Regions from separate parts of the Danio rerio genome. Here region 1 is linked to region 2. A link is a contact called in public HiChIP or PLAC-seq data. All regions are on one chromosome and are shown on one strand. The core of a region is the stretch at or near the end of the contact, and the rest is flanking DNA. Distances in the headings are between cores, read along the strand shown.

Region 1 (4,178 bases), core at 110-2,609, 98 kb after region 2:
TAAACCAAATCACAATCCCAATCTGTCCAAAAAAATAATAAAAAATAGCAATTAGATATTTACCCCAAATCGCACAGCCCTATAATACACTGAACATATACAAACAATAAAACGAAACAAAATAGTGCCAAAATTGGTAAGTGGTAAAGTTGGCTTTATATTCTCACATTCGTTCAGTGACAACTTGCTTCCTATATGGTTTACCATGGTACTTTAAATATATTCAGCCTGAAATCACATGCAAGTATGACTTGAAAACAGCATTAGCTCTATTTATTTGCGTGTGAACAATGTTGTACTTTGATAGTCATTTGCTGCTAATATTATTTCACTATTTAGATTATGTAAATAATACTTTTCTGAAATTATATTATTAAGGAGAATGTTTGAATGTGTTAATATAAAACAAACTTTACCTCAATGAGTAACTACTGTAGTTTTTATTGATAGTATTCTTATATATTATTTTTAGTAGCAGTACAAATTTATTTCTACAGCATAAAATACCTGAAACCGCAACCGAGGGTAAGGAGAAAGAGGAAGATTTGTTCCAATCATTCGGACTAGGCTTCGGTACTGTCCACAGTGTGTACTTTCCCATACTGGAACCAACTGCAACAATACACACAAATGCACTGTTAATAAATTATAACTTTCATTAAATAACTTTTTTTATGTACTTGATTGTCTCTATACCATGTCTGGAGGCACTCCAAAATATTCCAGAACACATTTCAGCAGGTCAACGATGTCCTCCAGCAGAGACATTGACTGTGTGTGTGTATATTTTGCACGCTGGATTTCTGCTGACGGATGAACTAACAACACACAGACACTGCACCAAACTTCTCCACGTGACCAGAGGGATCAAATCAGCTGCATTCCGCTCAACTCTGTAACAAAACCCGCAATATAAAGATTATACATTAATTCTGAAATACTACGATAAAACTAATGACATAAATGCAAGATAATAGTAATCAAATGCAGCGGTAATTACCAGCATCGTCAACTGTCCTACCAATGAGTGCGTACGAAAACACACACACACACACACACACACACACACACACACACACACACGTATCTCAAACATATCCTATAACGTTATTTCACTTTTGGATATGTCTACGTTTCATTTAATCCTACGGTCGTCTTATTAAATGCCGTTTATATTTACGAAGACAATTTGTTTAATTAATGTTATTCACTTTACCTCCTCGCCGTCTCACGCTTCCCGTGCAGGTAAACTCAAATAAAGCTCTTTCTGTGAGGGCGTTTGTGATTGGTCCGGGCGGTGGGGTTGGCTCCAGTAGCCAATCAACTTGAAACATTTAGAAACGATGTCAAAGACGTTAGCCAATTATTTCGTTTGAACAGAAGGAGTGGGAAGTTTCGTATTTGTTTGTGTGTGCTGTTAAAAGTAACGGTAGCGGTGAGTACAGTGACAGTGTAAACTGATAAATTTAATTGTCGTATTAACATACACGAAGGAGTGTTTTGAAAACGATATGTAACAATGTTAACGTGAATAAATATAGATGTTATTTAATTTACAGTAATGTTTGAATAGCAATTTCAACACTTTAGCTGTTTTGCTAACACGCTATTAGCGGTAGTGTTTTGAGCATGTGTGCTATTCGCGTTAGCTTTTCTGAAGTCTCATGTTACCATGTGTGAACAAGGTGTACTTTTAAGGTCTCATTTTTTTCACGTAGTTGTTAATGCCTTATTATTGTCGAAATTTTAAAAGGCTATTATTGTAAACGGTCACGTGATCGAAACGGTTGAAATGTGCACAAAATAAAACAGAAAACATGCATGATACGCCCATAACATAAATACGATATTAAGATAGCATAATAAATAAAACAAATGCTGTGTTTTGTATAGAACAAAACCACAATTCATAAATCACATCTGTCCAATAGGAATGTAGCTTCTAGGTATCAGTAATGATTAAATCACACTGAACAGAGCTAAACTGAACTGAACTGAACTTAAACACTAAAACCTGAACCACACTGTTCCAGTTACTATGACCATTTATGTGAAGCTGCTTTGACACAATCTACATTGTAAAAGCGCTATACAAATAAAGCTGAATTGAATTGAATTGAGTATCAAATGGCCGTCAAATAAATTGTCTTTATATCCTCTGGTGTTTCAGATCTCCACAAAAAATGATGGACGCATTATCAGTCGTGACACAGCTACGGGACTTGGCATCAGAACCACAGAACCGGGAGGTTATTGTTCAGGACCAGGGTTGCCTTCCAGGATTAGTGCTGTTCCTGGACCACAAAGACCCTAAAGTGCTTTTTGCCACCCTTCAGGTACACTCAGACCTGATTTGTCAATTAACAAATCGTCACCTTGGAATTGTAAGTTCTATCTGCGTTCTGATATATTTCGAGATAATGAGCTCTAAAGTTTTTGCATTTCATATAGCAAAACATTTGTTTTGTTTTTTAATAAAACAAAACAAAACAAATCCCATAATGTAAGTAAGTTGTCATTTAATAAGAATATGTGAAAAACTAAATTTTGACAAAAATGTCAGATAGAACTTTATAAATATAAGGTGACGAAATGTTTTTATCTGTATAAATTAGAGTTTTAAAGTGTCTTCTCCTCAGGCCTTGCGGTACTTGGCTGAATCGCCCCGTAACATCAATACAATGAGAAATGAGCTTGGCATGATGGTCAGCCTGGAGTCATTGATAAAGAGGTGTTTTATTTTAAACTAAACACTTTTATCATTAGTAGTTTTTCCATTTATACCTGTAAATGTATAATGAAATCGAGCTTCTTCTATGATGTTCTGGAATTTATCAAATGAACTTTAAATTTTGATATACACTTTGAGCTTTAGTCTAATTATGCACACTGCATCAATGCACAAAATTCATTATCTTCCTTTTTCTATTCCCTCAAGGACCGATTTGACAACTGATATTACAGACCTAGCAAAAGAGGTTCATGATTTGTTAAACGCTCAATCACAGAGGCCGGGTTGTCAGACTCCAGAGCAACAGAAGAAGAAGAAGAACAAACCTCAGTTCTTCATTAACAGCACTAACAAGAAAGCCAAATCAGTTACCCTCCACATACAAGGCTTGGATGGGGCGGTATGTACAAAATGTGAAGCTGTCACGTGCACTTTTGATTGTTTCTTATGTTAGTGCAGATCGTAGACTAAGATGATGTATTGTTTTGACAGGATCAGAGAGGTGTGTGTGAAGAGGCTCTTCTAAGGGTTAAAGGTGTAATCAGCTTCACGTTTCAGATGGCTCTGAAGAGATGCACTGTACGCATTCGTGCTGATCTGCCTACTGAGGTATTACTTTTTTTTTTTAAAGGGAGGAGTTAAATAAGCACAGATGTGGTATTGCGATATGCATGAAAATTGTAAAAGCAAATGTGTTTATTTTTTTCTAGAGTCTGGCCACTGCCATTGCTTCCACAAAAGTGCTTTCGGCTAAGCAGGTTGTAAAAGATGAAAATGGAGAAGAGGTGGGTGCTTCTTTTGCTGATCCAGGGCTCAATAATATGTTGGTCTGGTCTGGTCAAGTCAGATTTTTATATTTTGCCATTTTAATGGTTATCAGTTTTGATTGATATTTGTAATATATGTGCACACACACGTATACACAAACAGATATGGGGGGGATAAAAGATCTACTGAAAATTAACAGATTCTCTGCATTTTCTAGGCATAGGTTTAAATAAAATAATTTTTTTGTTTTTATTAAAAAATGTATAACATTTTTTTTTTTAAATAACAATTTTTTTGTCATTTTTTTTTCTTTTACAAAAATTGTCATTTGCTCAGAATAAAGGCCCAATCAGACCAATGATGATTTTTAAGATAACAATAAAGACATAATTAAAAAAAAATAATAATTTAGGGCCCGTTTACACTAATGCGTTTTAGTTTGAAAACGCATAAGTTTTGCTACGGTTATGCCAACCGTCCACACTACGCCAGAGTTCTCGAGCGCCAAAAACGGAGCGTTTTGAAAACGCTGGAGAGGCCGTTTTCATTCTAAAACGCTGCTGCTCCGTTTCAGTGTGGATGATGGAAAACGGAGACATCTGAAAACGGATCCGGGGCTGCAGACATTCGCCTCTCTGATTGGGGCTTTTCCTCAATATTAAGTAGCCTAACACACACA
Region 2 (4,631 bases), core at 1,749-4,248:
TGGGAAACAAAAAAACAATAAAAACATTATGGTTCACTACTAACCCAACCCTTGAGCCTATATAAACCAACGCATCAAGCCACTATGTTTGATGTAATTTAACATTTCTGATAGGTAATATAATTATGAGGTAGCATCCAGATATAAATAAACATTTGATTGACCCATGATTCACCTTCAGTGTGGTATGTGTGTGCGGTGGGGGATGTTTCATTCATGCCACTTTCTAAAATGTGTTACCCACAGTATGTGTCGGTGGCAGTATCATGTCAGGAAAAACAGATATAACATTCATTATTTTAATTAGGCCTTAAACAGAGGTCAGTCTCTGTCTCACATATCAATGCATGTCTCTGTGTGGTATTTGTTTCCAGACTGACTCACAAATATTTTGAGGTCACAACTATGATGCAATGGAAAACTGTGCACTTTTACATTGCTGCACACATGCATCTGCATTGAGTGATTCTCCTTGTGCAATTGATGTTTACTCAAACACTATTTGAGGCAACAGGGTTAAAACAGTTGTCATCATCAATTATTCATCAAAATTAGTTTGAACAACTAATACTGAACAACAGTCATGTCATAGGGACTTTCCATTTGAGCAAGTCTTCAATAATTCTGTATTTCAGCTATACTTCAGTTGTAATTTGCTAATCGTCTGATTGGTCAACTGTCACATTCTTCAGTCAATTATTCATTCAATAATTTTCTTCAGCTTAGACCCTTTATTCATCATGGGTCGTCACTGCGGAATGAACCGCCAACTTACCCAGCATATGTTTTACACAGCGGGTGCCCTTCCAGCTGCAACCCAGTACTGGAAAATACCCATACACTCTCACATTCATTCACACACCCCCACACACACACACACACACACTCATACACCATGGCCAATTTAGTTTAATCAATTCACCTATAGCGCATGTCTTTGGACTGTAGGGGAAACCAGAGCACCCAGGAGAAACCCACGCGAACATGAAGAGAACATGCAAACTCCACACAGAAATGGCAACTGACGCAGCCGTTGCTCGAACCAGCAACTTTCCTGCTGTGAGCAACTTTTTTATTTACTTTTTTATTATCTGTGCAATGTAATTCATATGTTATTGTGGATTTATGTTGTCATAAAACAGAAAATTGTTATAATGTGTGTTGAGATATGACTAAGTCATAAATCATTATCTGTTGCATAGACAAGTGTACTTGGGAAAGAAAATGGCGACTAAGTGTTTTCTTTTTTTAATGAAGCACCCCCAGTGATAACCCCTCCTTGTTCTGCAATGGATGGATGAGCGCGCCAGCTAGCGCGCAGACACAACAGATGCGCGTTCACGAGCTGCGAGCTCTGCTGAGCACGTGCATGAGCGTCAGTGGTCAGAAACAATGGCTCACGCTGACCGAAATGATAAGTGACGGTCACAATATGTCAGCCAAGTGAGTGCAATCGGCAGACAACATATAAAACAAATTATATAGACCACAGCCAGCATGGGTGTGTTGTGACAGAGAAAGTTTGCTGGTTACTTTTGGTTATTCTGCAATTACGTATACTATCACATGGCAACAGGTTGGACATGTCGGAGAAGAACTTAAACAAGCTGCTCTACTTTTCCGTCCAGACCTGACCGTGAAATTCAGTAACAAAATGTGCTTTACATTGTGTATTGTGTAACACTGTTCCTCGACGCAAAGTGAAATTCATAAGCAACCAAGTGGAACATTTCTGGAAAAGGAAAAGCGAAACTGTTGCAACCCAATGAATGCGAGAATTCTGGAAAACGTAGTTTATTAAAATGATTCACAGGAAATTAACGATGACACAGGGTTTTCAGCGTAACTGTCTCTCCATAAAGGAAAACGTGCATTTAGGAATGGGGAACTTTAAAAACTGCCCCAATCGAAATAATGTTTTTGAAAAGTTTATCTGTACGGCTCAGCGGTTGTTTTGCGTTTGAATAGCTTCGCAGAAGAAAGAAAATTCTGCACAGATATTTAGGCGCAACACTGCTGGATTCACATTTCGATACACGGATAGCAGTTCGAACCTCTGACAAATGACTCTTATGATCCGGTTCTTTTATGGAATCAAATACACACAGCCTTCAGCCGCGTCACTGTGTTGACCAACTCGAGCAAATGACTCTTATGAGCTGATTCTTGTTAGTGACACGGCGAATCAATTATTACCTTATGTCCTACTTAAAAAGAAACTAAAACATCCCATAATACTTTCCGTATGTCCCATTGATGTGTACAACACTTGAAGTTTGGTTCTCTTGCTTGGAAGTAGACAAAGCCCAAACATTTCTGTATTAGCTGGTTATTTCAGCGCATTAGTAGTAGCTTATTTATAAATATGATGTGTTAAAGTTGTGTAATCAGTTTTGTTATAAATAGTGGTATTTTGAAAAATATGTCTAGGCTACATCTACCACGTTTTTTTAATATGTTTGAAGTTTGTAATTACTGATTTGCATTTCTTTTATTAAAAAGCCACGAAAATGTAACATTTAGATTAATTTATTACAAATTTAGTTGATTATTTAAAACGAATAATAATTGTTATTAATTTTAACAAACATAATTTAAACCGTTTTAAATATTCTTTTAAAATCTAACTGAATTTGTTAAAGGGAGTCGCGACTGGAACCACAAGCCAGTTTTTCTCACCATCCCTCATTAGAGTACAGCAGCTTCAGTACCGCAGAAACAGCGATAAACTCGAGAGAGGATGCCCGGACCCCCTCACGCTCTGTTTCTCCTTGTTTGCCAAACTTTCACTCCCACTCAGAGTCCACATTGTCCTCCAAGAAACGCGCTGCCACCCCTCCCTGCCTCTTTACCTCCAAAAACACAATATAATTGTTCCAAAAGCACAACAGTGGACGATTAGCGCGGACCTCTTGCTCAAAAGGCGCTCTTCTCAGTGAATAGTCGAGCGGATGGTGCGCATGCGCAAGACCCGAGGCGCCAAATTTAGCGGGAGGGAGAAAGACAGCCCAGCTTTGTCTGATGGATCTGTTTACAATATCGCACACTCCACTAGAGAGCTTAATATCAGCACTTCCTCCTCGAAGAGGAGCTGACAGCACTCCACCTTAGCACACTTGAGCCGAGCGCACTCACCATCACATCTCTACCTTCCTCTCGAACAGCGGGATGGCGAGGCGGCACAGACACAGGTGAGTTTTAAAACTTATGCATTATGATGAAAACTTTCGCGCATGTATTTCCTTATACTGTGAGAATGCGCTCCACAGCCACATGGAGGTATATATATGTACACACGTATAAACGGCTTGTCCTAAGAACATTGTATTTCAGAAAAGGCATGCTCAAAATGAGAGCTTTGTTGCATTTTTATAATCGCACGCATCTTAGTCTGCGAGGACTGGCATTTGTTGTGGCCGCGCGCGCTGAACAGGTGGATGGCATGTGCGCTCTCCGCTCGCGCCCGCGCGCGGTGGTCTCGCGCTCGCGTTCATTTACATTTTCATTCATCCACCTGCGCGTGCGAGTCCGCTGGACAGGTTAAGGTTTGATTCGGTACTTCCCCAAAAAGAAGAACACTCATTTAGATTCAGAAACAACAGAGGAGAGCCGCAATGTCAGCGGCTGTGTAGCGTAGTTGAAAAATAGCGGGCGATTGCCAAAAACATCTCGGTGTGTTCGCGTACTATTTCTACTAACTGAGTTTTACTCTTTTTCGGAAATGGCTCTGAATTATATCGTTTGGATTAATTTTGAGATTACACGTGAGCCGGATGGATTATAATCACTGAGTTTTCTAAATCCGCTTTACATTTGTCGGTTGTAATAACTAGCGTGGTATTATAGTCTTAAAGGGATAGTTCGACCCTACATGAAATGCTGTCATCGTTCACACACCCTCATGCTGATCTTAAACTGTTGTAACTTTAGCGTCGAACAAAATTAAATAAATGAAAATGAGGCAGAATGCGAGTGAGGGTCTGACAGTCTCGCGAGCCATTCACTTTCACTGCATCTTGTTTCTATTCAAGTGAATGGAGACTGCGGCTGTCATTCTGCCTGTTTCCTTTTGATGAAATATTACGATAAAAGATGAAACAAAACTATAAGTTCAGCAGGTTAATTTTGTCTTTTTAAGTTTACTTCAAATTTTGGAGCGTTTACAGTTAGCTAAATTCACTTTAATGTATATTAAGTTCACACAACGGGTTAAAAGTGAGAGTATTTCGTTGTATTTGTCACTTAAGCTAATAATAAACTACTCAAAAATTCCTCTGAATTAGTTTTCAGCCACAGTGAGACTATTTTGACAGGTATTTAAAGTCACAGTACAGTTACTCAGCGCACACTAAAGATGAAACCATATATTTGACTACATATTTGCTTGGACTAGGTGCGTTCTGAGTTTTACATTTCAGTGTAAACACTTGTAATCAATGCAGCGAGCTATCATCCTTATCTTTTGTTTTGAGTACTCGCATTAAGGATAAACATGAGATTTAAAAGTACATACACATACACCTGTGGCACAAAGGCAAGGGGAACATTGTTCTCCACGTCTGCTTGTGCTCAACCCTGATTGGCCCAGAGCCGGCCAGGTGAGATGGTTTTGACAGTACCTGTGCAGGTCT

What was found. HiChIP or PLAC-seq counts read pairs in DNA pulled down with a chosen protein or histone mark.
Region 1: a contact with region 2 is called in an H3K4me3 HiChIP or PLAC-seq map of embryo, with 2.6 times the contacts expected there. The contact joins the promoter of armc1l here to the promoter of myb in region 2. A contact is called at or near these places in 2 of 4 datasets of contacts at active chromatin or transcription factors (embryo and gastrula embryo).

The regions. Positions count from the first base shown.
Region 1 is chr23:34,854,762-34,858,939 of GRCz12tu, forward strand. armc1l (armadillo repeat containing 1, like) reads left to right here and starts at 1,360. Exons shown (of 7, transcript NM_199539.2): 1 at 1,360-1,435; 2 at 2,171-2,336; 3 at 2,640-2,731; 4 at 2,939-3,131; 5 at 3,224-3,340; 6 at 3,442-3,516. The coding sequence starts at 2,184. It overlaps mtfr2 (mitochondrial fission regulator 2), which reads right to left and starts at 1,238. Exons shown (of 8, transcript NM_001077285.1): 1 at 1,217-1,238; 2 at 697-893; 3 at 508-612. The coding sequence starts at 768.
Region 2 is chr23:34,755,030-34,759,660 of GRCz12tu, forward strand. myb (v-myb avian myeloblastosis viral oncogene homolog) reads left to right here and starts at 2,999. Exons shown (of 15, transcript NM_131266.2): 1 at 2,999-3,191. The coding sequence starts at 3,169.